7 separate regions of the Mus musculus genome follow, and regions 2, 3, 4, 5, 6 and 7 are each linked to region 1. Evidence: chromatin contacts called from public HiCAR-type, capture Hi-C and promoter capture Hi-C data. All regions are on one chromosome and are shown on one strand. Each heading gives the region's core, a stretch centred on a gene start, on an enhancer-like site or on the middle of the called end of the contact. The rest is flanking DNA. Distances are from core to core; before and after follow the strand shown. Region 1 holds the start of Zc2hc1a (zinc finger, C2HC-type containing 1A). Region 2 holds the start of Fabp5 (fatty acid binding protein 5, epidermal). Region 3 holds the start of Pag1 (phosphoprotein associated with glycosphingolipid microdomains 1). Region 4 holds the start of Zfand1 (zinc finger, AN1-type domain 1). Region 5 holds the start of Snx16 (sorting nexin 16). Region 6 holds the start of Zfhx4 (zinc finger homeodomain 4). Region 7 holds the start of Impa1 (inositol (myo)-1(or 4)-monophosphatase 1).

Evidence for each region. Promoter capture Hi-C pulls out the DNA fragments that hold promoters and counts their contacts. HiCAR-type assays count read pairs that join an accessible place to other places. Capture Hi-C pulls out chosen DNA fragments and counts their contacts.
Region 2: a contact with region 1 is called in a promoter capture Hi-C map of pre-B cells, with 6 times the contacts expected there. The contact joins the promoter of Fabp5 here to the promoter of Zc2hc1a in region 1. A contact is called at or near these places in 5 of 39 promoter capture datasets (the 3T3-L1 cell line, the C10 cell line, hippocampal neurons and 2 more).
Region 3: a HiCAR-type map of astrocytes shows a contact between it and region 1, with 9 times the contacts expected there. The contact joins the promoter of Pag1 here to the promoter of Zc2hc1a in region 1. A contact is called at or near these places in 1 of 39 promoter capture datasets (liver) and 1 of 115 datasets of contacts at active chromatin or transcription factors (astrocytes).
Region 4: a promoter capture Hi-C map of pre-B cells shows a contact between it and region 1, with 13 times the contacts expected there. The contact joins the promoter of Zfand1 here to the promoter of Zc2hc1a in region 1. A contact is called at or near these places in 4 of 39 promoter capture datasets (the C10 cell line, hippocampal neurons, liver and 1 more), 1 of 484 Hi-C or Micro-C datasets (muscle stem cells), 1 of 115 datasets of contacts at active chromatin or transcription factors (astrocytes) and 2 of 9 other capture datasets (adipose tissue and liver).
Region 5: a capture Hi-C map of macrophages shows a contact between it and region 1, with 33 times the contacts expected there. The contact joins the promoter of Snx16 here to the promoter of Zc2hc1a in region 1. A contact is called at or near these places in 2 of 39 promoter capture datasets (liver and pre-B cells), 1 of 484 Hi-C or Micro-C datasets (LSK cells), 1 of 115 datasets of contacts at active chromatin or transcription factors (astrocytes) and 3 of 9 other capture datasets (adipose tissue, liver and macrophages).
Region 6: a contact with region 1 is called in a promoter capture Hi-C map of hippocampal neurons, with 8 times the contacts expected there. The contact joins the promoter of Zfhx4 here to the promoter of Zc2hc1a in region 1. A contact is called at or near these places in 3 of 39 promoter capture datasets (cranial neural crest, hippocampal neurons and liver), 2 of 484 Hi-C or Micro-C datasets (the G1E-ER4 cell line and cerebral cortex) and 2 of 115 datasets of contacts at active chromatin or transcription factors (the NIH/3T3 cell line and astrocytes).
Region 7: a contact with region 1 is called in a promoter capture Hi-C map of pre-B cells, with 7 times the contacts expected there. The contact joins the promoter of Impa1 here to the promoter of Zc2hc1a in region 1. A contact is called at or near these places in 8 of 39 promoter capture datasets (the 3T3-L1 cell line, 3T3-L1-derived adipocytes, hematopoietic stem and progenitor cells and 3 more) and 1 of 115 datasets of contacts at active chromatin or transcription factors (astrocytes).

Annotation. Positions count from the first base shown.
Region 1 is chr3:7,500,881-7,504,850 of GRCm38.p6, forward strand. Zc2hc1a (zinc finger, C2HC-type containing 1A) reads left to right here and starts at 2,546. Exons shown (of 9, transcript NM_173181.3): 1 at 2,546-2,647. The coding sequence starts at 2,632. It also overlaps the pseudogene Gm23592.
Region 2 is chr3:10,011,089-10,014,760 of GRCm38.p6, forward strand. Fabp5 (fatty acid binding protein 5, epidermal) reads left to right here and starts at 1,497. Exons shown (of 4, transcript NM_010634.3): 1 at 1,497-1,630. The coding sequence starts at 1,552.
Region 3 is chr3:9,831,944-9,835,620 of GRCm38.p6, forward strand. Pag1 (phosphoprotein associated with glycosphingolipid microdomains 1) reads right to left here and starts at 1,736. Exons shown (of 9, transcript NM_001195031.1): 1 at 1,268-1,736.
Region 4 is chr3:10,349,714-10,353,651 of GRCm38.p6, forward strand. Zfand1 (zinc finger, AN1-type domain 1) reads right to left here and starts at 1,604. Exons shown (of 8, transcript NM_025512.3): 1 at 1,529-1,604. The coding sequence starts at 1,583.
Region 5 is chr3:10,437,611-10,441,693 of GRCm38.p6, forward strand. It overlaps Snx16 (sorting nexin 16), which reads right to left and starts at 2,520. Exons shown (of 8, transcript NM_029068.4): 1 at 2,305-2,520; 2 at 201-674. The coding sequence starts at 575.
Region 6 is chr3:5,215,958-5,219,832 of GRCm38.p6, forward strand. It overlaps Zfhx4 (zinc finger homeodomain 4), which reads left to right and starts at 2,597. Exons shown (of 11, transcript NM_030708.2): 1 at 2,597-2,970. All of the region lies in intron 1 of 2700069I18Rik (RIKEN cDNA 2700069I18 gene), which reads right to left.
Region 7 is chr3:10,329,502-10,333,667 of GRCm38.p6, forward strand. Impa1 (inositol (myo)-1(or 4)-monophosphatase 1) reads right to left here and starts at 1,938. Exons shown (of 9, transcript NM_018864.6): 1 at 1,821-1,938. It overlaps Slc10a5 (solute carrier family 10 (sodium/bile acid cotransporter family), member 5), which reads right to left. Exons shown (of 1, transcript NM_001010834.2): 1 at 2,233-4,166.

The DNA.
Region 1 (3,970 bases), core at 1,296-3,795:
CTCCAGCTCTCCTTTTGACTATTGGGTCAGCTAACCAGCATCCCCTGTTATCATGACCAGCTCTATCTTGCTGCCCAAGTGAGCTACAGGGTGACTCTCCCGAGTGTTGCAGTCTGTGAGGGACATGGTCAGTTCTCCCACTCTCTTTACCCAGGGGCCAGATCTCCTACCTGCCATAGATGGTAAGAGATGAAGGAGGGGAGGAGGGTATCTCTACTTCCTCTGCACAACAACCCAACAGACAAGAGGCAGTGCCAGCTCTCCTACACTTGTGCCCTTAGGGCTAGCTCACTCACAACCCCCACAACCCCCAGCTATACTGTGCTGCTCAGGTGAGGTATAGGGACTGCTCTTTTGAGTGCTGCAGCAGATAAGGAGCAAGGCCAGTTTTCCTGCTTTCATGATCCCAGGACCCACTATCACAGGATGCTTTGGTGAAGGATTGGGCCAGTTCTGTACAGCCTTCAAACATCAACCTTTCTCTGGGCAGCAGCCCAGAACAGGGGCATCCTTCACTTTGCCTTTGGAGGTAACAGAGTTCTGTTACTGTATGGCTATGGACCCAGACATGGCCTTCTGTAACAATGCGGGACTACATCACCATGGTCCCAGATGACATCACAGGCTACTCACATCAGGATGTTCCTCACTCCAGTTCTGCCTCTCCTCGTGTGCCCATACCCTTCTGTTTCTCTTTGTCTTCCAATTCTCTACCGCTTACTTGCTCCTCTTACTAGCACCTAGGGTCTCTGAATGTCTGGGGTTGTCTCAGGAGTACAATGCCCTGTTCATGCGTTATGGTGCTAGTCAGGGGTCCTGTCAGGCATGGCCTATCCCCTTAGGCCTGCATAGCCCTCCACTGGCAATCATCTCAGGATACCTCTCTGCCCAGACCCCATGGCACCATTCTGATGGTCATCTCAGCCCTGGACACTGTATGCTTCCCCATCCCCCCACCCCTGCCCCCGACAGGCCCCTCATGCCAGACTGGTAGCTTTTCTGACAGGCCTTTTTCCAGAAATGTGAGGTAAATTATTCATGGGTCAGAACACTGAACTAGACATAGCTTCTCTCCTCTCTGCCATCTACTGGCAGACATGTGATATAGCAGCCACACCTGTAAGGCTTCTAGATGGCAGGGCCTCTTAAGGTACTTTTGTTATTGTTGCTATTTTTATTATTGTTATTGATGTTACTGTAGATTTTATGGCTAATAAGGCTTGTGTCCATCATCCTAATATTTGTCTAAACTTGCAATATGCAAAGTAAATGTCTTCTTTATTTTGATAATTCTTTTTGTGTTCTTTTTATTTTTTTGGGCATTCTTATGAAAGCTGTCCTCAACCTCATCTGATTTTGTCTTAGAAGCATGGCCAGGGGACTGGTGGTGGCGGGGCTCTCTACACCAATATAGGGTAACTAGGTTGGTTGCCTGCATGGAGGTCCCAGAAACTCAGAAGTCAGGGAAGCCCAGAGCAGAACAAGGAAAGGACTCATGAGATAATTGCAGAATGGAAGTTTCTTATACTATTCTGTACCAGACTCGGACTCTACGGTCTTCACACCCACTGTGAGCGTCTTCTCACAGATAAGACCTCTTGGCGTTTGCTTGTTTAAACAAAATCAGAGAGTTACTGACATATTTAAGTGTATACAGAATTAAGACAACTTTTGAATTAAACTGCTCAACAAGAAAACAGTGTAAGACTTGTTACGAACAAAATATATTGATAACTTAGTAATGGACACCCCAGAATCAGTAAACAATATGATTGGTTTATTCTTGCTAAGTAAAATTTTCGAAGAGTTTTAGTAAGGGTAAAATGTGTTAGACTGTGAAGCAAAACCGTTTGAGTGGTTGGATTCCATTTTGACTCTGACAGAAAGACACCTTTGTGCCTTGATAGGTTAGCTTCCCAGTTTAAAGCGCTCAGTACAGTACAGCCTTGATGAGATGCAGAACTGCAGTTGAGGGCAAGCATAGTGCTGGCCAGGGAAAGATTGTGCAACGGGGAAGTTTCATTTCTAATTTCGGGCCTAACTTTTTATAGTTAGAAAACTGTTTCAGAAGTTTGGCGCAATCTCAGTTCCACAGTCCCATACAGAAAATATGACTTACCTAGGAAACAATGTCTTAGCCCATAGAGCTGTGTCTGAAGAACAAGGCTAGAGGATGTTGCTTGATTTAAAAGGGCAGTGAACACGGGATGGTGCTGGACCAAGGCCCCCTTATCTTGTTACAAGAGCTCAGAGGGACCTGTTAAAAAGACATTCTCTTACTGACTGGAGATGAGGAGCTCCGAGATGCGGAGGCATTCTAAGCTGGAAAACAAGGTGTGAGCCTAAATGTGGCTGAAGTGGAACAAAGGCGTGTAAGGATCTCGGATTGCCAACAAAAGTAGCTGCGGTTTCCAGGGAGGGTGGTTGGAAAAACCTTGGTGGAAGGAGAGTCCCTCGGGAGGTGGCAGAAGGCGCAGCCCCGCCCTTAGTAGCTCCGCCCCTGTCACCCCGCCCCCACCCGCGCGGACCAATAGGAGGCCGGGATGTTAGAGTGTGGGAGGTGCGGCCGTGTTGCTACAGCAGGAACTGGGCGGCGGCGGGTGCTGCCTGCGGAGCCTGAGGCGGCGCGTCATGGACGGACTGGAAGGTGAGACGCGAGGGGGATGCGACCGCGGGGCTCCAGCGGGCCCGAGCGACCGGGGCCTGGAGTCTGGGGGCAAGTGCGGCCGGCCGGCCGGCTCTGCAGCGAGGTCCCCGCGCTCGCCGACACCCGGGGCGGAGCTGGCGGCCCCTTACGGGAGCGGTGGCCGCGGGCTGCCCGCCGGGCACGGTGCTCGACTTCACCGCGGGGTTGGAGCCCCCGCGTCCTCACTTCTGCAAGGCCTAACTACCATGTCGGGTCCTTTCTGGACCCCTGAGTTTCCTGTGGGCACTAGGTGTCTCTGGTCGAGTCTTATCTTTGCAAAGTGTATTCTTGGTTAAGGTTCGCGACGCCCGGGTCGCCAGCTCTTGCTGACCCCTCAGGACCTGCCCTGCCTCCAGCGAGCTCTGGACACACACCTTGGACAGTCGTAGGTCCATTCCTTCCATTTCTACCGCACCTTGCTCGGAGAGATGCCGGAGCATCTCCCAAGGAAGTGTCCCTGGCGAGCTCTACAGCAGGGACAATAGCTTCAACATTAATGGTTTATTCACGAGGACGGTCTAGGGAAAAGCCAGCTTTGCTTCCTTATCTTCACTTTATCCTGGTGCCTTAGCCATGGCTTCAGATTTTGTTTTGTTCCCAGTTCTTTCCCTTTCTTCATCCATTTTAATCCCGCGCTAGGACAACATTTCACTTAAAAAACAAAGGAAGGAAGAAAAAAAAAATCTTAACAGTGGTGACAACAGTTTCAGGATTTAAAAAGACTAGGGATCTTTCTGATATACAAGCTTTCAGAAAATTTGGATCCTGCTGCCTTAAAATAGTTTTTTTTTCTCTCTTAAAATTGTTTCACCACTTACTGTACTTGGAATGAATAGGGGACTTGATCCCTTCATTTTCTTGTATTATAGATAGTCAAATATTTCAGGACATGTTACGAAGTTAACAGTGGTAACTGATAACTCTTCCCCAGTGATTTAAGTGTACCAGAAAGAAAATATAATAATATGATTATGAATTTTATTTCACAATGATATTTTGCAGTTAAGCTTTCTCCAAACATCTTGAAGGTGATAAAGAATTCTAATAGATCATTTATGCTGCAGATTAGCTGTGAAGGTCTTGCTTGGTGTACCACTCAAATTAACATGAAATGAGAAATTGTAATGACAGCATACCTTTCAAAAATCTCCTATTTTTGGATACCCCTACAGGCAACTCATTTTAGTGATTTACAACTATACTAGTATAGGGACTGTATAGAGAATAGAGTTGAAACATAGGTGTGAAGACTTTACAACGCTATCATACTGCATGAAGAGTGTT
Region 2 (3,672 bases), core at 247-2,746, 2.5 Mb after region 1:
GCATGTGTGCACATGTATGTGGAAGCTAGTAGTTGACATCAGCTGTCTGCCACGACAGGATCTCTGACTGACCCGGAAGCTTGCCAATGCCGGGTGGGCTGTACCAGGGAGCTGCAGTTCTAGGTGCAGACACAGCAGCAGCTTTTGTGTGGGTGCTGTGGATCTGAAGGAGTCTTCCATCCTGGGTTCACTTCCTCAGCTGCAGGGCAGCGTGACTGCAGTAAATTCACTTAGAGTTATTGTATATATCCAACCTAGTAAAAAATTATGGCTCAGCTGCCCTCAAACAGACTTAGGACATTTACATTGGCCTGTGGTTGGGCAAATTATCTAATACAAACCTGAATCCTAACAAAGCATGGACTATCACAGGTGGCTTACTAAAAATGACACTGAAAGTGAGGATCAGTAACTGTGTAATGACAACTTCCGCAAGGGTGTTGGCCACACCTGTAATGTCAGCATGTGGTAGCTGGAGAGTGATGGTCAGGAGCTACTAGCTGCATATGGAGTTAGAGGCTAGCCTGGGCTACATGACCGCTCCATAACCTTTACTCAATTCCTCTTCTCACTGTCTCATAAAATGTGCTCCCTTTGTCTCCCTGTATCTCTCCCTGCCTCCCCTCCCCACACACTCAGATTCTGTGACTGGCGATGGCATCTAACTGTCAGCGGATTGTCCTTGGAGCCTTATGTTTTGTGGGACTTCAGTGCATATCAAAGTGATAATTTTTTTTTTATAGTCAGTATATTCTAGGCAATTTACTAATTCATAGCTGGGCCAGCCACCCTCAAAGGATGGAGGGAAGTAAAAGTTTTGATCCCTGATCGGGGAATAGAAGCTAGTAAGATTTTTCAGGAAGTGACAGTTACCTAAGCTGAAACTTGCTAGTGTAGTGGAGAAAACAAACTTGTAGAGCATTGTAATCTCCCTTAGAGACTGCTGCCAGGATTGTCTAGCATGCACAGACAGACAACCAAGAGGCCCCAGTGAGGCCCCAGGAGGCGGGAGGGTGGGGTCAGAAGGTTCTTTCATGAGGGAGTAGGATGTAGGGCTAAGGAGATTGCAGTTTATTAATTCAGTAATCAGCCATTCAATTCCTATAGCGCCAAGCGATGGCTAATTTGTTCCTCCCAGGTACTTATCAAAAGCAAATGGAGGCGGCAGGACAGTGGGACCACGGCGCGCAGGCTGTCCTCAGATGGCGCGGGTGGGGGTGGGGGTGATCCCTGGGCCCACGGGACTGTGCCGCAGCTGTCACTAAGGGAGGCACAGGGCGCGCCAGACGAGTCGCAGCTTGCAGGAGCTGCGGGAAACGTGACGTCCCAGTCCGGCGCAGCCAGGCCAGGGTGGCACCTTCAGACCCCCCAGCACAGCCCAAGGCGCACAAGTCCGGGCGTGGCGAGGGGCGGTACCAGGCTGAGGCGCGCCTCCTATTGGCTGCCCGACACCACCCCCACACCAAGGACGATATAAGCGCAGATGGCGCCAGGAGCGGAACAGCGCCCTCGCCACCGCGTCTCTGCTGCTTTTGTGCTCTCCCTCCCACCATGGCCAGTCTTAAGGATCTCGAAGGGAAGTGGCGCCTGATGGAAAGCCACGGCTTTGAGGAGTACATGAAAGAGCTAGGTGAGATTTTATCGCCGAACCCCTCCCTGGCTCCTCATCCTTGTGGGGATGTGTTGGTTCCCTTCCACCATGCGATCGGGGGAGCTGCAGGGAGCACCTTGCGGCAGTTAGGATGGAGTGCCCGCCTTTGTCGCCGGCTCCGCACGTGGTGGGTCACCCCGCTTCTCCCCTTTTCTGCTTCTTGCCCCCGAAGCAGCCCCTCATTGCTTCCGGCCCTTCACAGGTGCGTGCCAGCGGTACTGCTGTGAGCCCCCTACAAACAGCCCCTCAGTTGCCTCTTAATGTTATCCCCACTTCTCTTCCTATCCTCACCTGTGCCACCGTCCTGCCCCATCATCCTCCCCTGGCGTGGCAGCACTCACTCTCCTTTTCCCTTTGCCCCATCTTTTGTTCCTCGATGGCGCCAGTCCCCTCCACCCCATCTCCGCCTCAGAGAGGACACCGCGTGGTAGGGCGTGGTTTCTGCAGAAGCTCTTTAGAGGCTATGAATGATGCTGCTTATATCCCTTTCTCTGCAGCACGTCTCAGGTCCTCTCCTCGCCGCACTGGCTAGGCGTGGCGCCCGCGGCGCTGCACGGTCGACAGCTGGTGGCATGTGGGCGAAGTGCGGAGACATCCATTGTGCATGGTTGTTGTCTTGCGACCGTTCTGTTCTACTTCTTTCTCTTGATTCTGGAGGGTGAGGAGCAAGGAGACTTGGGCCTGGCTGGAAAACTATAATCAGAAACTGCTGTTGCTGGGCCGTGGCTGCCAACTGCTACAAGATGGGTGTGGCTTTGCAGCAAGCACTTGCTCCTTAAAGCCTAACCAGAGAGTGGGCAAGGTTCAAATTCACCCTCACTGGAAATAGTGCCTCGTTGTCTGTTGCCAGTTTTGCCTACTCTTAAGATAGGGATGCATTGGTAAACACAGAACAGACAACGAAATCGACACTTGTCACAGATGCTAGGAAGTGGGATGGGGTTAACGGAAAGGTACTCTCTCGGAAGAGGTACTGCTGGTAGGAGGAGGCAGCTTCAGGCGCTGCTGTTCACAGTATTCCTCCCTGGTTAAGAACCAGCCTTAATTCTTTTAAACATTCAGCACACTATGGGGCTAAGTCTGGCTCCTGATGAATCCTGTTTGTGCTAACGCTATTGTCAGAATGTGGATGCATTAGGGGTTTGTGTCTTTCCTTGTCCACAGTGGAAAGCCGCACAGGTGTGAGTGAGAGCCAGTAGAGAGCACTGTTTGAAAGCAGCTGGTGTTTATGCTGTGAGTGGCTAGTTCTCCAGATTGTGGCCTTAGGAAGGTTATAGGCCTTACCCATAGGTTCTGGGCAATGTAGAGGGGAGCACAGCAGAAGACTCACAGGGACACGGGAGCCTGGCTGAGCATCCTGCTTGGACGAGTGTCTCCTTTCTTGTGAAAGTATCCCAGGTTCCTTATGAGTGTTACCATCAAGGACACGGACATAAACCACTGCATAACCCAGAAATGTGGAACTCCATACTGTGAATAAACAAACCACACAGCATAAAAGTCAACCAGATACTCAAATCGTACAGTGTTTCCAGATAGCAGCACGTCAGGTTCCTAACATACAGAACAAGCCTTACCATGGAAGCTCACATGGTCACACAGCTTTGAAATGTTTGTTCTTTCCCTGGGTGTGTTTTCCCTCTACTTATTGACACCAGAGGCATGCCACTCACTTAAAATACTGTGCTGTTTGCATTGAAAGCTTATTTTAAAGCATCTACCAACTGTTTTTTTTTTGTTTGTTTGTTTGTTTTTTTTTTTTTTTTTTTTTTACTTACATTGTTGTTTTGAGAACACGGTCTCTCTGCAGCTTAGGCTGACTTTGAACTGTTGACCCTCTTACCTCCATGTCTGGAATGCTGCTGGAATTACATGTGTGTGCCACCATGCCAGTCCTGTCATTTAAGGTTAGGGAGTAAAGTCTTGCCTGACTTTCTGAGGGCCAGTAGCTCAGTGGCTAGTAGCTGAGATTAGAGTCTTGTTGTGAGCGGGACTTGCCTCGAGTTCTGCCACTTCTGGCT
Region 3 (3,677 bases), core at 486-2,985, 2.3 Mb after region 1:
TATCTTTCTTTATAACAGTCACTGCCTATCAGTCACACAGCAGGGCTGTATGGTATTTCAAAGAATTCCTTTTACAAATTTAATCAACTCAAGTATTAAACATCAATGGCATTAATCCATTGCTCTGCTTAAAAGGAATCTCTAGGGGCAGCTGAGAATGAAAGGTTAAAGATTTCTACCCTTCAAAGTAGGCCACTGTAGCTACCTATAAATCATGCTCTTTGTTTATTAAGATAATTAAGGCCATCAGTGCACTTCACTTTCAGACTCAACAATTGTCTGGTATGAGCAAATCTCCACTTTTACTAAAACAAAAGGGGATGTGTTCTAAAGAGGGTTCTGTGCATGCTCTCTGTACAATGTATGGTATTTTAAAGCATGATTTATGTATCTAATTCCTTGAACTGCCTTGAAAAAAATACACCAAGTTCTTCCTCCCATGCTCCCTATTAGGAGAAGACAGTCTAATTTAAAGACTGCCCTGTTTCTGACTACGAACCACTATATCATGTCAACGTTTTTATTAAATACGGCTCAAGCTGGACTTGAAAAAAAAAATGGAGTGAGTAGAGGCCCAGATGCAGCCCCTGCAGATGCAAAGGTACCCAGCCAGGAGGCTTACATAAGAGATGCAGGACAACTCAGCCATCCTCGGAATCCTGTTTCTTTGAGACTTGCCCACATTCTTAAAGCATATGAATTAAAACGCATAGAGCACTTTTCTCATTTTCTATGCCTTGGAGCACAAAACACTCATTTGACACATAAGTTGTTTTTCCCTAAAGGGCTAGGCTCCAATTATGGGAGGTTGGCAACTTCTGCCTAAGGGAAGAGTGAAGTGGGATGTGCAGAAAGCCTGCAGGCCCGAGCAGCAATGTCTCAGCTTCTCATCTCTGTGCCAGTCCTCCGAGGGGATGGAGGGGATGTAGGCAGAGCTTCCTAGGATGGAGGTGGCTGACGTCCCTGACCCCACGCGGCGCAAAATCAAGGAGCTCAGAATGTGCAATTTAGCGGCGGGCCAAATGCCCTCGGAGCACCTGTCTCCCCTAGCACATTTCCAGCTGGCACATTCGGGAGAGGCAGGAGCCAGCCCTAGACTCCAGCCTTGAGTCTTCGAATGCCATGCCCCATCCTTTACAGTCCAGTACGCCTTCCTCCAGCCGCAGCCCCGCTAACGGGAGGTAAAACCTCGGCCTGGAACCACAGGAATAAAACGAACCTGTCCTTCCCACGCTGCCCGAAACTTCAGAAACTACAGTCAACTTACTGGTTCGCAGAGGTCTTCTGGGGCTCCAGAGCTCTAAAAAGCGCTGCAACTCCGCTGCTCGCAGCCGGGCTGGCCCGCGGTGGGCAGTGGTAGCGGGCGCAGGACCCTCCTGATCCTCGTCGCCTCGGTTCTGCCGTGCCGGGGGAGGTGCGCTCTCCCGGGCGCACCGGGCGGCCGCAGAGACTCGGACTGCACCGGGAACCCGAGCAAACGCCGTCGTGGCCGCCAGCCCTTGAGAGCTGTGCTCGGAGCTCCGGGTGCGTGTCTCCCTCTCTGAGGGAATGCGACACCACGGAGTCCCCGCACGAGAGGCTCCAGAGCGCTGCAGAGTCACCAGTCCGCCCCGGAGGAGCAGTCACAGCACCCGCGCGCCGGGCGGGAACCGCAGTCCGCACTGGCCGCCGCGCCGCGGAGAATGACAGCGCCGAGGCGGAGCAGCGCGCGGGACTCAGTGCGCATGTTCGCGACTGCTGCGGCACGTCACGGGGGCGGTGCCAACGGGCGGGGTTGGGCGGAGCGAGAAGGGTGGGGCGGGGTCGGGGGGGGGGTTGCTGCGAGGCTAATGTGGCTGCCAGCTGCAGGGCAAGGAGCTGGAGCTTCGCAAAATCAGGGCTGGTGACCAAAAACTCTGTGACTGAGGTTGTCTCCTTAGCCCATTGTCCCTTAAGAAGCAGTCTATGGGGAACTGCCTTAGGGTCCCAGGACAGCCTGCAAAGGTCAAGTTTAACCCAGATGGTTGCTTAACCTTCAAGGACTGCAATTTGCAGGACACCTTTCACTTTGATCTGATGCAGAGTAAGAACTTGAGGAGCTTGTAGGAGCCCTTTGTCCTGGCTGGACTCCAAAGTAAACACAGGAGACTCTGAGAGGTGGGGCCCAGGTATGTAGGTTGTAAATAGCCTTGCCCAAAGCTCCCCAAGAGAATGTGCTGGTTGTATGGTAATACAACACTTGCCTACGCACATTCAGAAGGTCTGGAGGATGGGGAATCCCTATTCCAATAGGGTCCAAGACTATTCCAGGGCTGCAAGCCTCCCACACCCTGTTCTTCCTTGCCACTTACGAGGACAGAGACCCCAGAGCAGCTACTGGCGTGTGGGTCTGCCTGAGAATCAGGTGAAAATGCTTTTAACTTGGAATTTCCAAGGCGTATCCACTATGGTTCGGGTTCACCCACTGGGCACTGGGGGAGGGAGTGGGAGGGGAGATTGTGTGGGGGAGTGGGGTGGGGTGGGGAGGACTCGAATATTGCCTGGAACAAGCTGCAGATAAATCTGACAAGGGTTTTGTTGGCCTTGAATTTTAACTTATTAAACAAGCAACCCGGAAATGGGGATAGACAGTGTGGAAACAAATAACCAGTCCAGATGTGACACTCAGGACTTCTGAGCCAAGTCCACTGAACTCTAAACCAAACAGTTATTTGTCTGACAAGTTCATTTGTTTTCTCTAATGGGGAAGAACAGGCACGAGTGATATTAAACATACACACATTCACTCAGGTAGTGTGAAGTTGGCTGGATAAAAACGGCTCATTAGGAGCAAAGGGGTGGGAATAGGGAGTTGAGTAAAGGAGAAAGGAATGTTAATACGTTGCAGAGGAGGATGTGTAGGAGATATTAAACTCAGTCTTCAGCTTGGAAAGGTACTTTGAGAATAAGGATGCAGGATCCAACTTGGCTGGATTTAGAGGACGGTGAGAGGTTCGTTGGTTTGAGAACTTATAAAGGTCTGGATTTCACCACCAGGCTGTACTAGTGACTTTTCTCATTGCTGTGACAAAATGTTTGGCAACAGCAGCGACTCAGGGAATGAAGGCTTTGGTTCGAGCCATGCTTTGAGGGTCCAGTCTACCATGGCGCAGAAGGCAGCAGCGTGAGGAAGTCGGTCACACGGCATTGACAGTCGGGATGGATGAGAGGTGTTTAGTCCTTTTTATTCCAATATCCCAGTCCATGCTATGGCACTGCCCAAGGGCAGCAAGAGCCTCCCCTCCTCAGATAAGCCTCTCTGGGAACACCTTTCCCTAAGACACACCAAGTCCTGTAAAGCTGACAAGATTAACCACCACAATGACTTACCTCATTGAATCCCACAATGATCTTCTAAATTAGATATAGGAAGTTATTGTATCTATTTTTTGCTCTTAAAAAAATGCATTCTGTGGGGCTTAGTTGATGCAGTGCTTGCTGCACACACAAGAGGACCTGGATTGGGATCCCTAGAAAGGGACCACTTACAAAGCCAGATGTTGAAGCCACATCTGCTATTTCAGATCTGGGGGTGTGGAGATGGAGCGATCAGTGGGACTTGGGGACCAGGCTCAATCAGGGACATCCAGGTTCAGTGAAAGATCCTGACTCAAAAATGAGGTGCAGAGCAATTGAGGAAAGCACCCACTATCAAACTC
Region 4 (3,938 bases), core at 354-2,853, 2.8 Mb after region 1:
GAGAAGCGCCTAGTGAGCTATCACTATTGTTATTAAACGAATCATAATACTGTGAGCTTCAATTTCATGCCAAGAAATTAGAGATATGTGTCAATATGTAAACTCAAACACATAATCTGCAGAATTTTTATACTTTTTTAGATTTATTTTTCTTATTATTGTGTGTGTGTGTTGTGTTTTCTTGTTTGACACAAATGGAGGGTGGAGGATAACTTTTCGGGAATCAGTTCTCTCTTCCCACTGTGATTTTGAGGCAGGGTCTGTCTTACTCCTGGCTAGTGCCTCTGAATGAGGGTCCTGCCTACAGCCATGCTCCTGTCTGAGACACACGCCGAGGTTTGGATTACAGACTTTGTCACTGGCCCATTATGTCACTTTCAATGGGAAAAATTGGTTGTGTTTGCTATTTTGAGACTTAGAGGGTTCAAGCAAGTATTATATGCCATTCAAGGTAGCCCAGGAGGAAGAGTTATGATTAAAATAATTTCTTAGCATCACATATCCCTACTTAACTGCACCCCCTTTCTGCTAGTCCAAGAGATAGGCCTCATCTTAATAACACTACAGATATGTGAAACTGGAAAGGATGAGCTATATCACAGATGGTAGATATATTTAGACATACTAGTAAATCAACCTGACAAGATGTATATAACTTAACAGTCAAATTCAAATAGCCAAGCTTCCCTAGGAAAGGACTACATGGGGAAAAAAAACCAAAAAACAAAAACAAAATTGATCTGCTGAGTGAATGGTAAAGGACATATACAACAACACGTCCTGTCTTGCCTTTGCTTAGTGCAGGCATCACCTACTGCAGGAATCCAGGCCAAACCCAAGAGCTGCATTCAAGACCTTGTTAGGAACTAACAGAAGCTGCAGCATGAGGAAACCCTCTGCTCACATTTGGAGTGCGATCTAACAGACTGTGAGCCTGACGCTTTAAGGACTTGCCGGCTATAGGAGTCTAAACACCCTGAACTTTGACGCATACCACCAGGGCCTATGTTTATGACAAGGTCTACCATTACCATAGTATTTATTAAACCTTCCTAAAATGTGGTTTACTGATCTGCAACTAATAGCTTAAGTTAATATTAGAAACACCAAGACGTCTAAAAACCTGCGAACACACTGCTGAAAACTGATGCTCTTCAACGCATTTGTCAGACAAAAAAATAAAAAATCAATCAAGAAAAAGCCTGGGAAAGTGGATGCTCCACGGTGGCAATGGTAAGGACCGAGGGGAACTGGAGTCCTGATCTAAGTCGCTTCGCCGACCAGGGCTTCTTGAGCAAGGCCATCTGGATACCCCGAGGAGTCTGCAAGGTGTGCATTCGGGATCTGCGTGCAAACCAAGGGAGCCACAAAGTTCGCCCCTACACCGAGGAACAGTAACAAAGACACCACCAGTATCACCCTGGAAGGTCGCTCACGCCCCGCGTCCTCCCTCACCCGCCGCCACCGCCCCGGCCGTCAGAACCCGGCCCAGGTCTCCCGCGGATGAAAATGGGGCTTCCAGCGTCACCTCGCTGCCGGCAGTGCTGCACCTGGCAGTGCTGCCCAATGTCCAACTCCGCCATCTTTCCACCGCCGCAAGGGCAGGGGGCGGGGCAGCGCTGGGAACGTCAGTCCGGAGCGGGCAGGACCGAGGGCGGGGCGTCCTGTGAGGTGGGTGGGGCCTGTAGTGGGGCAAGGCGGGGCTTTCGGGGGCGGGACCCCCGGTGGGGTGGGGCGGGACTCCGCGATGGGGCGAGGCGAGCATGCGGGGCGGGGCCCACAGGAGAGGCGGGGCCTTGAAGACACTTGCGCGCTTCCTGGAGGTTCCAGCACTCTCCAGAAAGAGAAGAGACTTAGTAGAACTCAATTCTTGTAGCTGAGGTTCTCGGGCTCAAATTTGAGAAAAACCTAGCTCCTCTTTTGGAAACTGCACTCGCTGTTCTCTACATTGAGTCTCCAAAATTGAGAACTCCCTCACGAAGATTTCTTGATTTCTTAAGTAACTGTATTCCCAGGAGCCAACAAAGACCTGGCAAGAAGGAGCTAAAGGAGTCTGCAACCCTATAGGTAGAACAACAATATGAACTAACCAGTACCCCCAGAGCTCATGTATATGTAGCAGAAGATGGCCTAGTCGGTCATCATTGGGAAGAGAGGCCCCTTGGTCTTGCAAACTTTATATGCCCCAGTACAGGGGAACGCCAGGGCCAAGAAGTGGGAGTGGGTGGGTAGGAGAGTGGGGGGAGGGCATGGGGGACTTTTGGGATAGCATTGGAAATGTAATTGAAGAAAATACCTAATTAAAAAAAAAAGAATGCTAGCAAAAAAAAAAAATGTTATAGCAATCAAGAGAGGTACCGGGACACTGATTACTATATTGTCTTGATGTTTTAGTTTGAAGTAAATGCCCTCACCATGAAAGCATTAGGCTTTTGTTTTTAATTTAAAGGCTTCTTTTAATTATTTGTTAAAATTCTAGTAAGGAAAAAAAAAAATACATGCAACTAAAGTGTACATCGCTCCTCGGTTAGGAGAGCACACTGCAGAGGCAAGCTCCTAGGTCATAGGATGAAGGGAGCTGTTTGATGTCTGACGAGCCTCTTCATTAGAACTAAGGGGAGGCCTTGCCTTGTAGGTGGGGTAGGAAGGGATGTCTTTCTACTGACAAGACACTGGACACAATCAGAGTGGATGAGTGACAATCAGCTGCAGACCTGAATAGTCTCCCATGTGACTTAAGGGTACTCAAATGCTCTCCTGAAGAGTAAAGTGAATACAATTGCCACACACCATACTTTTTCAGTGCATTCTGGATATTCGAACAGACACCACAGGCTTGGGCAGCAAACAGTTTTTTCAGAGAGCTAACTCCCAGCCCTTGCGATTTCTTGAATCTAAGGCTCAGCAACTTACGTTTTACTAATGTTGGTACAGTCAAGCAACAGTAGATTTTCTAGAATGTTACCGTGACTGAATGTTCTAAATAGATGGCAAATATATATCCCACCAATCCAATCAGAACATTTCTTTTTCAGCTCTTGGAGATCTCATAGCAGCCCAAGACTAAAGTTTAGCTACTCCTATCCCCGAGTCTCCTTTTCTGGTTTTTTCTTTAGATATTATTTACCAAAATCTATCTCTCCATCTATTTGTGTTCAACCCCTTTGTTAAATATATCCTCACTGATGAAATTCCAGTGATAAATGAATCAGAAACTCCTCTACCTCCATACTTAGTCATGACAACTTTTTTTAAAAACATGAGCTCTCGGGCTGGTGAGATGGCTCAGTGGGTAAGAGCACCCGACTGCTCTTCCGAAGGTCCGGAGTTCAAATCCCAGCAACCACATGGTGGCTCACAACCACTCACAATGAGATCTGACTCCTTCTTCTGGAGTGTCTGAAGACAGCTACAGTGTACTTACATATTAAAAAAAAAAAAAAGAACAATAAATAACAATAAATAAAGGGGTGGATGTAGTGCACACTTGTATGTAGTCAAATATTCATACATGTAAAATAAAAATCTTTTAAAAAAAAAAAAAAAAAACATGAGCTCTCCATTTCTAGCAGTCTGTTATGAGTACATGCTCTGTGTTATTTGACAATAAAACTTAAGTGCAAAATGAAGGCTTTTTTTTTTCCTGTACCATTCCATTTCTAACTAAAGCAGTCTACTGCACTAGGAAGCACAAATGCATGCCCAAACCTGCCCTTTCTTATGTGTGCCATGGAAATGCCCCCTAAACACCATGGAGTCTTCTTTAGAAACATTCTTCATTCTCTATTTATTCTCTGGATTATTTTTATGAGTAAAAAGTCATTTCCTTGCCCAAGATATCCCTTCATTTCTTCATTAGGCACAGCATTCTGTAGTTTGTTCAGTAAAGTTTTTCAGCTGCATCCTCGACTCTTCTACCCCATCTCCAGCTTCACAAT
Region 5 (4,083 bases), core at 1,270-3,769, 2.9 Mb after region 1:
ATTGCTAGCAATAAAAATGAGCTGCCTAACTTTATGCACGATCACGGGTAACTCTCATAAGCCTAGCACCAGAACAACTGGACCCAAAGACCACGTGGTCAAGAATCTGCAGTACAGGCTTGCCTTAACCAGCACACACACGCATACCAGTAAACCAGTCTTTTTCTTCTTACTGGTGTGCAGCAGAAGCCAATACTTACAGTGAATTTGGCCCGCTCTTCCATAACCTCGTAACCTAGAATTGTAGGTGTTGAAGGTCTGTCTTCCCAGTTCACTGCCTCAGGATGCTGCTCTTCAGCCTCTCTTGGTCTAGCAGAATACTCAATGGATGAATCTGTCCCTGTAAATTTAGTCCTAATGAGAGGACTACCACACATTGATGATGCACTGTCCATCTGATCCTGGACATTCGTCTGCTTAAGACTGCCCACAGCTGAGTCCTCTAACTGGCCTTTGGAAGAGGTTGAGCTTGTGGAAACACTGCCAAAAGAAGAACTCCTTTGATTTCTGTTGTTTGTAAAGCTGGAAGCGGAGTTTCCTATTGGCATTGGAACTGGGACATACGGGGTTGCCATCTTCTTTGGCCTTGGCAACAAACTTGTACACCTTTGAGTCCAAACACTTAAAGAACAACCAATATGCAGTTCATTGCTTTCTTCTTAGGAATTCACTATCTAAAAATGAGAAGGACATATTGAAGAATTAGACTTCAACCTAGAACTCAAACCAATAGAAAAGAAAGTGCTTCTCTTAATTTGTGACACTCAATTACCTATGAAGACATGGGTAACATCATCCTGTAATCTGATTTACCTCTGTGGACTCTTGTTTACATGGTTAGGAGAACAAACTTATTTTACATCTCTTTTCTTGACCCTTATGATATACATATTTCTTCTTTTTTTTTCCCTTTGGTCTACTTTTCTTTATTTTTTGCAATATTCATTTTAAATGGACTTAATCCTAACATACATTCAAACATATTTCCTGTCTACTCCCACTCAAAAAATGGAAGCAGAAGGAGAAGTTTTGTCGTCCTGGTTGTACTATATGCAACATAGGAACAGAAGAAGGAAAAAAGTCATTCATTTTACTTTTTTATAGAATTACTGAAACTCCCAAGGATTTACACAGGCTAATCATAGTCAGTCCGAAGTTTGATTATTACTAAGGAATGCTCTTTTACTTTGATTGAGATTTGCAATGCTATGCATGCATTCTAAACCTCTTCCTTAAAAAATATGTTAATTTTTAGGCAGGGTCTTACAAGGTTGTTGCCTGTGAACTTGCTAAGTAAGTAGCCTAGGTAGGTTTGAACTTTTGATCTTGCAGCCTCCATAGGTGCTGGGATACACACCTGTACTACCAAGCCAGCAACAACTGTCTTGAAAGTAACATTTTTTTTTAAACTTAGCATCAAATATATTTCAAATGCAAACTTGGTAAAGTTAACGAAAAAAAAGGGGGGGGGAAGGTATCAGGTTTACAGTCAATCAAATTAAATCATTAAAAGTTTTGCTTTTTGATTCTAGATTATTCATTCTCAATAACCTAAGGTCCAAAAGATGGTTATATTGTATGTCTGAATAATTTTGTAGAATAAAGAAGTAATGACTTACCATTACGACGTTAAGTAATAAACTCAGAAATGTTAAGTAGCGACCAGGAGAAATGACAGGTCTATTTATACACAGCAACAGGGGGTCTACCAGCCCAACTTTATTTACTGTCCTCTTAGCAAGCTGTCCCCTCTGGATGTAGGAAGTTTAAACAGGGTGTCTAACCTCACGCGGCCAGTGCAACCTTCCTTATTGTGGAACATTCAAGAAACTTGAGCTACGGACTCACCCCTTGGGTGAATCCTGACCCCCACCCCGCACCTCCCCAGAAGAACCGCGCAGGATTCTCGTAGCTCCGGCGCTGGCCTCTGACATCTGCCACCTGAGGCCCCGGGCTGCCAAGGGCGGCCTCGGGGTGCGCCCGGGGACTTCCACCCGCGGGAGCGCCGAGCGGCGGAGGGAGGGCGTGTCGCCTTCTTCGGGGGCGCCTGACCTCGTACCCAGGAGGATGCTCCCGCGCTACCTGGGGAGGAGGGTGACAGCACGGTGGCGGAACGCAGGCCCGGGGAAGCTGGCAGGGCGACGCGGTCCGCGCGGGCCGCGAGCCCTCAGGCCGGGCTCCCGCACCTGCAGTCCTCCCGGGCCAGGCGCGCCCAGGGGTGCGGCGGGGTCCAGGCTCCCCCGCGCCCCGCAGCCTCCCGCGCGCCCGCCCGCCGTCCAGGCGGCAGGTGTCCCCGCGTCCTACCTCGGCGCGCTCCGCGACCCCACGCCGTCAGGGGAAGGAAGGCGGCTCCTGTTGGACTGCGGCGGGTCGCGTCCTGCCCGGGCACTCGGACTCCTCACGTGACCCTCCGCCCCGGAGCAGCCGCTCGGTGCCTGGGCACAGCCACCCAGCCAGGTTCCCGCGAACCGAGGGAAGGGACGGCCTCGAGTGGGAGGGGGAGGTATGCCGCTCCAGGAAGTGACGTCACAGCACGGCACCGCCCCCGGAGGCCCACACTGGGATTGCTGGTCCCTGTCTCTGCAGTGGCCCGAACAAATCTAATTTTATCACAGGGAATCGACAGTTTTTTTTCCACAGGCTTTATTACTAGGGAGTTTCTGAGAAATGGGGCTACAATATCTAGTTTGCCAAGTAGATGAAGAGAAGACTTCAATTCCCAGAAGGCACTTTGGCTAGCATAAGTTCGGGCTAGAGCTTTGCATCATGGGACTTGTAGTTATCACTGGTTGGGGGGGGAGGTCTAGAAGGTTAGTCATTTTCCATAATTAGCATTTCTTTGATGGATTGACAACTGATTTGAAGAGTAGGCAGATAGAACACTATTTTATTGTGTATTTGTCCCTGTAATTTAGGACTATGGTAAAGATTCCTGAATGCCTGAATTTCTGAATTTAGCCCAAGTGAAAACAGTATTAGGCTGCTTAGATTTGCTAATTTGAAAACCTTTAGTGTTTCAGCAACACTATTATTTAATATTATATATCAAAGTTTACAGAACCATTTGTCAGTACAATCGAGTTGTCTTATTTAAAGATCATTCAATGATTTCTAGGGCTTTGGAGCGATACCTAGAAGGGGAAAATTGAGAGTGGTGATTCCAAAATGATAATGTGATTTCTGACATAGGTGTAGCTTTTATTGGAGAAATAAGTATGAGATAAACAGAATTCGTTGAAAACATAAAGATATTTTCAGGATGAAATTGCCCTTTTTGTCCTTGAATTAATATAATTGAATAAAGGGAAGAAAAAAGTAAGGCAAAGAAAAATGAACCTTGGAATAGTTTTCTTAATAGGGCTCCAGGGGCCAAGGAAAGAAAAGCGCTCAAGAAATAAGAGTGTACAGGTAGCATAGTTTGAAGAAAGATGAAGATCTTGTAAAGGTTGTTGGAACTGTTTGAGTAATTTTTTTTCAGATTATTGAGTGGAACATAACAGGATATACATATATACAAACATATACATATATACATATGTATATATCGCATATTTTCTGGTATTGATAAATGGCTAGATTTTACTTTCAGGAGATAACTAGACATTTTTAGTAATCAAAGAAGAACATTCTGTGTGTTGTCAGATAAGGGCTACAACATAATCTATATATACAATATAATCTATATATATACTGGCCGGTTCCTACTTATAGACTTTTAGTTTACACTCTATGCAGTGGTCCACAATAGAAATGAACTGTTTACACAGCTTACAGAATAAGATTATTTTTCTGACTTTTGTGTTGTGTACTTTTATGTATGTATAATAAGAGGGCATTTGAGCTCACCCAAGGTATCGTTAGACAAGATGCATAGCTTTTATCAGCCTGAGGTGATAGTGGGGTGAGCGAGAAGATGTAAAAACTACAGGATAAAAGAAGCATTTGAAATGGAAAGATATATTATTTCCCCTCCTAAGGAATTGCTCTATCTTCTGTACATTTGGCTTCTCTTGTGGCTAGGTTTATATCCCGGTTTAGATACATTTTTATTAAGCTGGATTTTTTTTTCAAGTAGCATATTTG
Region 6 (3,875 bases), core at 1,347-3,846, 2.3 Mb before region 1:
AGAGGGAGAGGGAGAGGGAGAGAGAGAGAGAGAAGAGAGCGAGGGAGCTATAGTTTGCAAGAAAGAGAGGAGGGGTAATGGTGTTGGGATCACTAGCCACAAAAATGTTTAAATAATTTTGTTGACATTTGCTGGGTTTGATATTAATGACATTAATATTATTGATAACGTTTCAGGGAGGGTAAAGCAGCAAAAGAAATAAAGAATTTGTGGATGCAATGATCATTTTCCTTGTCCACCATGGCAGAAGTAGACCCTTTCTTCACCTGAACCTGAAACAGACTTATTACTCTCAGGTGTTTTCTTCATCACCTGCATTTGCCTGCCTGCAATAGCAGGAAATGGTTTTTCCATCAGCAAGCTTGTACACTGAGCTCTTTCCAGCAAAAGGCTTGATTTTTGCTGATTTCAACTTGAAAGTTTCCCCTGCTTTCATTTCCCCTTAGTCTCGTGAAAAGTCCACCCCTTTTCTCCAGGCAGACACCTCAGATAGTTTGTTATTATTATGGCTTTATCTAGGGTGTTTTTCTGTAAACATCCTCTCCCCCCCCCAGCCCCCCCCGCCCCCGCCCCCGCCCCCAGTGTGCAACATGTTTCTTAACCCTACTAAGGTGCAATGGGAGGGTTCCTGGTGAAGTTGCTGTGTGAAGGTAGGGCGACTATAAACAAAATAACTTTAAAATCTTAGAAACTCTTTCACTGTGAACAGATTTCTTCCCAAAGATGTTGGAAATAGGAGTCTCTTGAGACAGAATTTGCTTTTCTGTTGCCATTTAGTGGCTTTGGTTTCTAAAACACGGCTTCATGTAGCCACTCCAGATTTCTAAGATGGCATTGCCTTTTCCTCTTACCAAAGACCACATCTAGGTTTTATTCTCTGCTTTGAATTTTCATTGTAAAGTTAGCTAGTTGCTGAATGCAAGCAGCTTTTCAGATATGGGCCTAGGTCTGATCTTGCAGGGAGGAGTATAATTTTATCCACACAGATGTTTTGTTCTATTTGCATTTGTCCTAGGATGTAAGGCGTATACACTGATAGGACAAGGGTATTAGACCCAGGAAGACATATTTACTGTCTCTGAACTCTCAGTGATGTGCTACAAATCTTGCTGTTGCTATAAACCTTGTTTGGTACCTTTGGTTTTTAAGGACTAAAACAAGGTTTTGAAGCAGATCCTGGCAATCCAAAACTTCAAAGGCCTGTCAGCTCAGAAGTGGCTGGTGCCTCACCTGCTCAGGAAGCTGGGCAGCACTGGTGTTTCCTGTTTGCAGCTCATTTGATTGGTTACTCTTATTTTCATTATATGATTCCAGGTTTTAAAATATTACATAGATGGTGTCTACTTATGACCTCTTGTGTAGTAGTGTATCAAGATGCAATTCATATATATATATATACAGATATATTATATATATATATATATATATATATATATATATATATATATATATCCCACATTCAGTAGGGGGTATTTAAAAGTATGTCTATTCCGAGTGTTAGTTAATTATCTTTTAATGAAAGTGTCACTCATATTCACATCTGTAATATTGGAAAGAGATAATTAGATTTTCAAATGAGAATCAGGCACCTTAAATTTTGCACCAGAAAATACCAAATATATTTCACTCTAATGAGATCTGTATTGGGGTTTTAAAATTCATCATAATGTGCTTCCAGAAAGATAACTGAACAGTCTAGAAAGATGAAAGCTTTTCTTCCATAAGTCCTTTTAAACCATTACATTCAACTTATGCGATTCTGATAAAATATTCAAGAATATTACATAAAATCTAGGCTGTACCCTAGTATCACTCTTACAACCCGAACTTACTCTCATTTGGAAGTTTACTTTGACTAAACTAACCACTTCCACCTCCCTTGTAGGTTTTCTCTAGCGTAAATGCAAGTGCAAGATATAGTTTTAAATAGAATGCCTGAGGATCCAGAGAGAAATCTCTCCTTTGAAAGAGGTTGAACTGGGTGTTGTTTGCTCACACTGACTGGCACTCTTTATTTACATACATCTGCATATTTGCTCAGGCCTTAGTATTTAGCTGTTAAAGTACTTCTGAGTGCGTAGTAGAATAAACCAACCCAGAGAAAAGCTCTTAATTACCTTGACTTGTATTTCTCCTTAAAGCTCCCTGGTAAACATATCTTTGGTGTGAGAGTAATTATTTTGCCTGGGTTTTTTTTTTTTTTGTTTTTGTTTTTGTTTTTTTTTTTTTTAATCTAGAACTCTAAAAAGGCATTTCTTAGGAATGAGTTGTGCTTTTATATTCTTCTCTTTGCTGTCTCTGTGTGAGAGTGTGTTCGTGTGTGTCTAATGAAGTTTGAGAGTTGTGCGCAGGGGCGCATGGGGTGCGAGCCCCGGAGGTCCCCATCCTCCGTCTCCTTAGTCGCCTCGTCCAGGGCTCCAGCCGCAACGCTAGGAGCCCTGGAAGTCGCGAGGCTCCCAGGCTGCTTTGAGTCCTGGCTGCGCGTCATTTGCAGTCTGGGGAATGTTGATCACCTCACTAATTACACCTCTCCCCCCTCCCTCCCCCTCTCCCTCGCTCTCCTCTCTCATTCCCAGAGTGCATATCGGGAATAGACACACAAAGACATGCGCACTCAACTTAATCAGCCATTTTTTTTAAACAGGGCTAAAACGATAATAATTAGCAGAATAAAGACATATCGGATTTTCATTTCCTTTCCTCCTTTTCCCAACCCCTTCACAAGCAAACAGCGAGACCGCGGTCGGCACATGCTTTAACTCCTCCCGGAACCCCGAGGACCGCTCCGTGCTCCCCACTTTTTGCTCCAGCGTTTTTATTTTCACCCAATAAAGTTCGAGGATTATTTTTTTATTTTTTATTCTTTTTAATGAACCCTCTCGTTTTACTTGGATGTGATCAGCTGTACGTAAAATAAAAGCAAAACAAAAAAGAGGCGAAGATCGAGTAGGAACTGCAGGGAAATGGAAAGTAAGTTTTTTCTTTAACTTTTATTGAGTAGTTTGTGTTAAATTTAGGTCGAGTATCGATTATCTTTCCAGCCTGATCTTGCACAATCTTTGATATTTCGCTCACTCTCTCTCCCTCTCCCTCTCCGCCTCTCTACCCCTAGATCGCTTGCTACCGCTCGCCCTAGCACACGTACCCTCATCCCGACCACCTCTTCCGCTCTGCCCCCCTTTTCCATCTCTTTCCCCCGTTTTTTTTTTGGCTCAAAGATTTGCTCTGCTGAGGGAGGGAGAAGGCACAGGCGGAGGGGGGATTGGGGCTGGAGGTGGGGGGGAGGCATGCTTTTCAAGATTTAACTTTTGTATTAAGTGACTTTCGGCCGAGCAGTTTTCTGTCTTTTTCTCAGTCTTTTCGGGTTCTGCTTTCCTCGGGAGCCGGAGACACTCTGGTGATCCGGCGAAGCTGTCATTTCGGCAGCGGCTCGGACATTATCTGGGGTCCTCGCTCGCTCCGCGTCCCTGCACCCCATCGAGATGATGTTTCCTCTGCACACATTCTCCGAAAGTTTGGACAGTGGTCGGTGGGGCTCGCAGCCCCCCTCTCCTCTCCTCTCCCTTGATCCTCCCCTGTACTCTTCTCGGTTTCCTTTTCATCTTCCTTTTCCCTTCTCCACCCTTTCTCAAGTTCCCGAAGGGCACTCACTGCGCGGGGCTGTGGCAGGCCAGGGCTGGTGCGCGCGAGGCGCCGGGCCCGGGAGGATGGGCGAGCGCGGGGCTTGGCTGCAGGTAGACACCGGTCTGCGGAGCGCGGCCGGCAGCGGCAGGCCCTGGCGGCTCTTGGCTGCACGGGCGCTGCGGACCTGGTAGGTCCGTTAGGAGGCGGGATCTCCCGGCCTATGTCCGCAGACCTGGGAGTGGAGGCAGCTC
Region 7 (4,166 bases), core at 688-3,187, 2.8 Mb after region 1:
GAGGTCAAGACATGGTCTAACGGGTAGGTGTAGGAGTGGGTGGGGAGCAAGGTAAAGAACATGGGAAGGCTGGAATCAAAGCACTTTTAAAGACCAAGGAACAAAGGCTGCCTGTATTAACTCAACTCCAGGGAGTTCAGTGCTTTGCACATGGAATTAAATAAGGTAAAGGTGAAGTTTTAAGGTTCACAGATTACAAGTACTTTGCCCCGTATTATATGAGCAGATTTTACAGAACGTATGCTCAATTCTGATGGGAAAGTTCCCTGCTTTCCCTTACCACGTTTGAGAGAAGAAAACTCTATGTCTAAAAGCAAAGGTGCCATTTGCCTCCTAGACTTCAGGCAGGGGAAATGTGAGCAAGTGACTTGACAGCTTTCTGCTGACCTCTCCAGACTCACCCCAGGCTTGACCGCACTAACACTAACGTGGGCCCCTAGCCCAGGGAAGCATGGAAGTGCTCATGCCCAGGAAAGGTGGCCGCTCTGCCTGCTTCCCAGGACAAGTCACACCCTGTGCTTCCCCTGTAAGAGCGTCAGGTACACGGAGAAGCGCAGGGACACAGAGCAGACAGACACAACCAGATGCTGCTGGCTACGGCTTCACCTTCCTTCTTATTGATATAAGGTGGGCTTCAAGCTTTGAGCATCCTCGCTTAGTCTTCAGAATGCTGGTGGGATTACAGACATTTGCCCTCACGCCTAAGCGCCTTTTCCTGTGATCCAAGCGTCCAAGCAAGCATATAAAAGGCGCTTTGAGTTATAGAATAAACTCCTTACAGCTCTTCAAGAATGCTTTCCAAACTTGGTCACACTTGTTCTTACTGCTCTCTTCTATTCTGTCACAACTGGACATTCTTGGGCTGGGCTTGCCTCCTCACCACTTGCTTCCTCAAGCCACTCACACTTTACCTTGTGACAACATGAACAGAACACCTCCTGACTCCCCAGGACTGTTTCAAAAGCCATCCATCGAATCTTCAACCCAACAGATATCAAGCAATAGACAGTTGCAGAAAAACTGCTGTTGCTATGCAACATTTGGTCATTTATAATGCATGCTACATCTTCTTAATCAGTTCTAATATTCCTTGAGGAAAGGAGGCTGATAAATAAAAATTTCTGAGGTGCCCTAAAATGTAGAGGTCCAGAAGAGGGAAGACACAAGGGAAGTTAATTAGGTAACAGTTCTCTGGGGTTTGTTCTGGCTTTGTGGAGCATGGTGGGGGGCAAGAATAGAGACTTTAAAAGCCTGTGCCTTGAAATTCAATTATAGCGTTAGCTCATCAGAGGCACTTTTTTAGCTTTGTTGCTGGTAGTTTACAAAATGTGCCCCAAGTCTTGGTCCATTTCCTAGCTGATATATATTAATGGCTCAATAAACCCTTTTATTTCAAAGACCTTTGCTTCAAGACTTGTTTTCACGGGGGTCATATTCTATCACCCTCACTTTGGGAACAAAATCATACAGACTTAAAATTGTTTCTATCCTATACAGGCCCCGCTCCCGACGCAGGACATCACCGGACCTGGTCTTGTTCACCCCTAATCCTGTAAATTCGTGAGCCAGGGAACTTGCCGTGTAGAGCCCTGAGGGCTTGGGCAGAGCCGGGCTCATTCTGCGACACAGAACCTCAGAGATCGAGGACCGCCTGGCGAACCCGCTCGGCTGTTTCCGGAGCGCTACGGAGAGCACCGCCGGGAGGAGGGCCCGGCAGGCGCCCCGGCCCAGCATGGGGAGAGCTTGTCTGCAGCCCGCACAACCCCCCGCCTCGGCCACCGAATAACGCTGCACGGAAGCCAGGGACAGAACCGACTCACCTCGCGCGAGCGCACCGCGATCGATGCTCAACCGCCGGCGTCCGAGGGCTCGGTTCTTCGGCTCTTCCGGAGGTAACGGGGATTGCTCCGACAGGAAGTCCCGCCCCATTAAAACCCCGCCTTCACGTCTTCGCTCAGACTGGAGGTGTAAGCCGGGCCGAATTTGCCTTTGTAAGGGCTGGTCCGGTTGAAGTTACCGTGTTCTGGCATTCTCCTGCATACCCTTTCTTCTCTAAGAATCCCGTTTTCAAATCTCCACTTTTGTCTTTATTAGTTTATTTTTTTATTAGTTTATATCATATATGTTATATATTAGTGAAATTAAATATATATAATATATTATATATTATATATTAAATTATATATAAATTATATTAGTTAAATTTCTTTATTAGTTTATATTTTCCCATTTCCCATTCTGCTCTTCGGCTACAGCTAAATTGGAGTTGTGACTGTCATTGGGCACTCTCATTTGTTAAACCTGTAAGCCTAAAGGAGATTTTTATTTTTATTTTTTGCACCAACTCTCTTCTCCATAATTCACTTAGATACAGGTTGTTTGTTGTGGACTTGACGGCGGCAGGCAGTTGCTCTCCGCACCTGCAGCCCTCAATACTAAGGACCATAGGCTTTGTAAATACTATACAAGCACCCTGTCTTTGAGCCGCTTTCAAAGGCGTCGATTTTTAGCAGTGTTCCATTATGTAGCATAGGTTGGCTTCTGAAGTCTTTGAGCATCCTGCCTCCACTTTCGGGCTACAGGCACCTGCCACCACACCAGACAGCACTTGTGCTCTTACGTGCTTAAACATAAGTGTTAGAACGGTTTCATGAAGAGTCCCTGCACAATACAGATGAGGAAAACAAAGCTTGGAGAAGTCAGGGGATTTGTCCCAAACTCACACAACAAGAGCATAGCACCCTGACTCCAAAATCCGCAGAGAATCTTCATGGCTCAACCACTTGCTCTGGATGACCAACAAAGGCTAGTTTATGGTTCTTAAAATGTTTCCTCACGTGGAACAGTACCATGGTAAGTATGTTACTTTTAAGTGGAACTCTATCCAGATGACCTACCCACAAGATGACCACAATGCCCTGGCATAATTACTTGTGAAGTGATTGGTTCTCAGGAATCAAAACAAGAAATTATCAACAACATGTAACATGTCTCAGAGATGAGTGGCAGGGACAGCAAATCGGATTGATAAACCCACAAAGACAAAATGAGTCTACTCTTCTGAAGCCTGCTGCCTTAAGACACTGATGTGGGTGTCTATCACATACTCATGGTTTTTTGCTCTTCCACAAAAGACCTTCAAGAGCTTGGTTTTGGGGTCCTCTATTATCAGTTGTTTGAAAATAAAAATCTTATCAAATGCATGCTGTATGAGTGAAAGAGCCTCCCCTGACATTGCAAAGCAGGACAGATGAGGGACCAGGTATCAGATGTCTTTACATTAAATGATCGCTAGCTTCCTCCATCAGATGAGCAGGACTCCATGGGGCTCATTGCAGCCTCTGCTGCTTCTTCCTTGCTACAGTCAGGTAACTCAGCACAATCCATTCTCCTGCCAAGTGCCTGCTGAAAGCCAAGCGCACAAAGGAGTCTGATGTTCTGATTCCGTTATAGCAGCACTGACTGCAGGCTGGTGTCACACAATACAGAACCCTGTTGCTGAGTGTGTGGAGGTGGCTCTGATGTCTATAGAGACCTCCATACATGACAAGAAGAAAACTCTAAGCACACACAAACATGTACACTCACATGACTGCACACACACACACACACACACACACATACACTGGGGTGGGAGGGGTTCTGTTCTAGTCACTTAAGCAAATGCTAAAACTTATGTGGTGTCCCAAAGTTCACTGGAGAATTATTGACTGAGATTAAAATGGTGGAGTCTCCATAAGCCAGGTGAGCTACTCAGGAGTAGAGTCTATCTCCATGTTATTCAATATGGTTTCATGATTGATGGAACATAGGTAGGAGCTGCAAACACTGATCAAAATAAGCTAACATTCTCTGTAGTGTTAACAGGTTCCAGATCATTAGAATATATATTATTATCATCATAGAATTGTTATTCTATGCATAGTGGAGTGGACTTATCATTCCTCAGAGCTACAAACTTAAAACTAAAATCAAAATTTAAAACCTGGCCCATCAATACTTTCTGCGTTTGTTTACTGTTTGATTAATCGAGGTAGGCTCTCCTGGAACTCACTCACTAGACTAAGCTAGGTTCAAACTCATGGCAGTCCCACTGCCTGGCATCCCTCTTGCTCTTAAGAGCAAGGTATTTGGGTAACTTAATCCTTATTTGATTTAATACATTT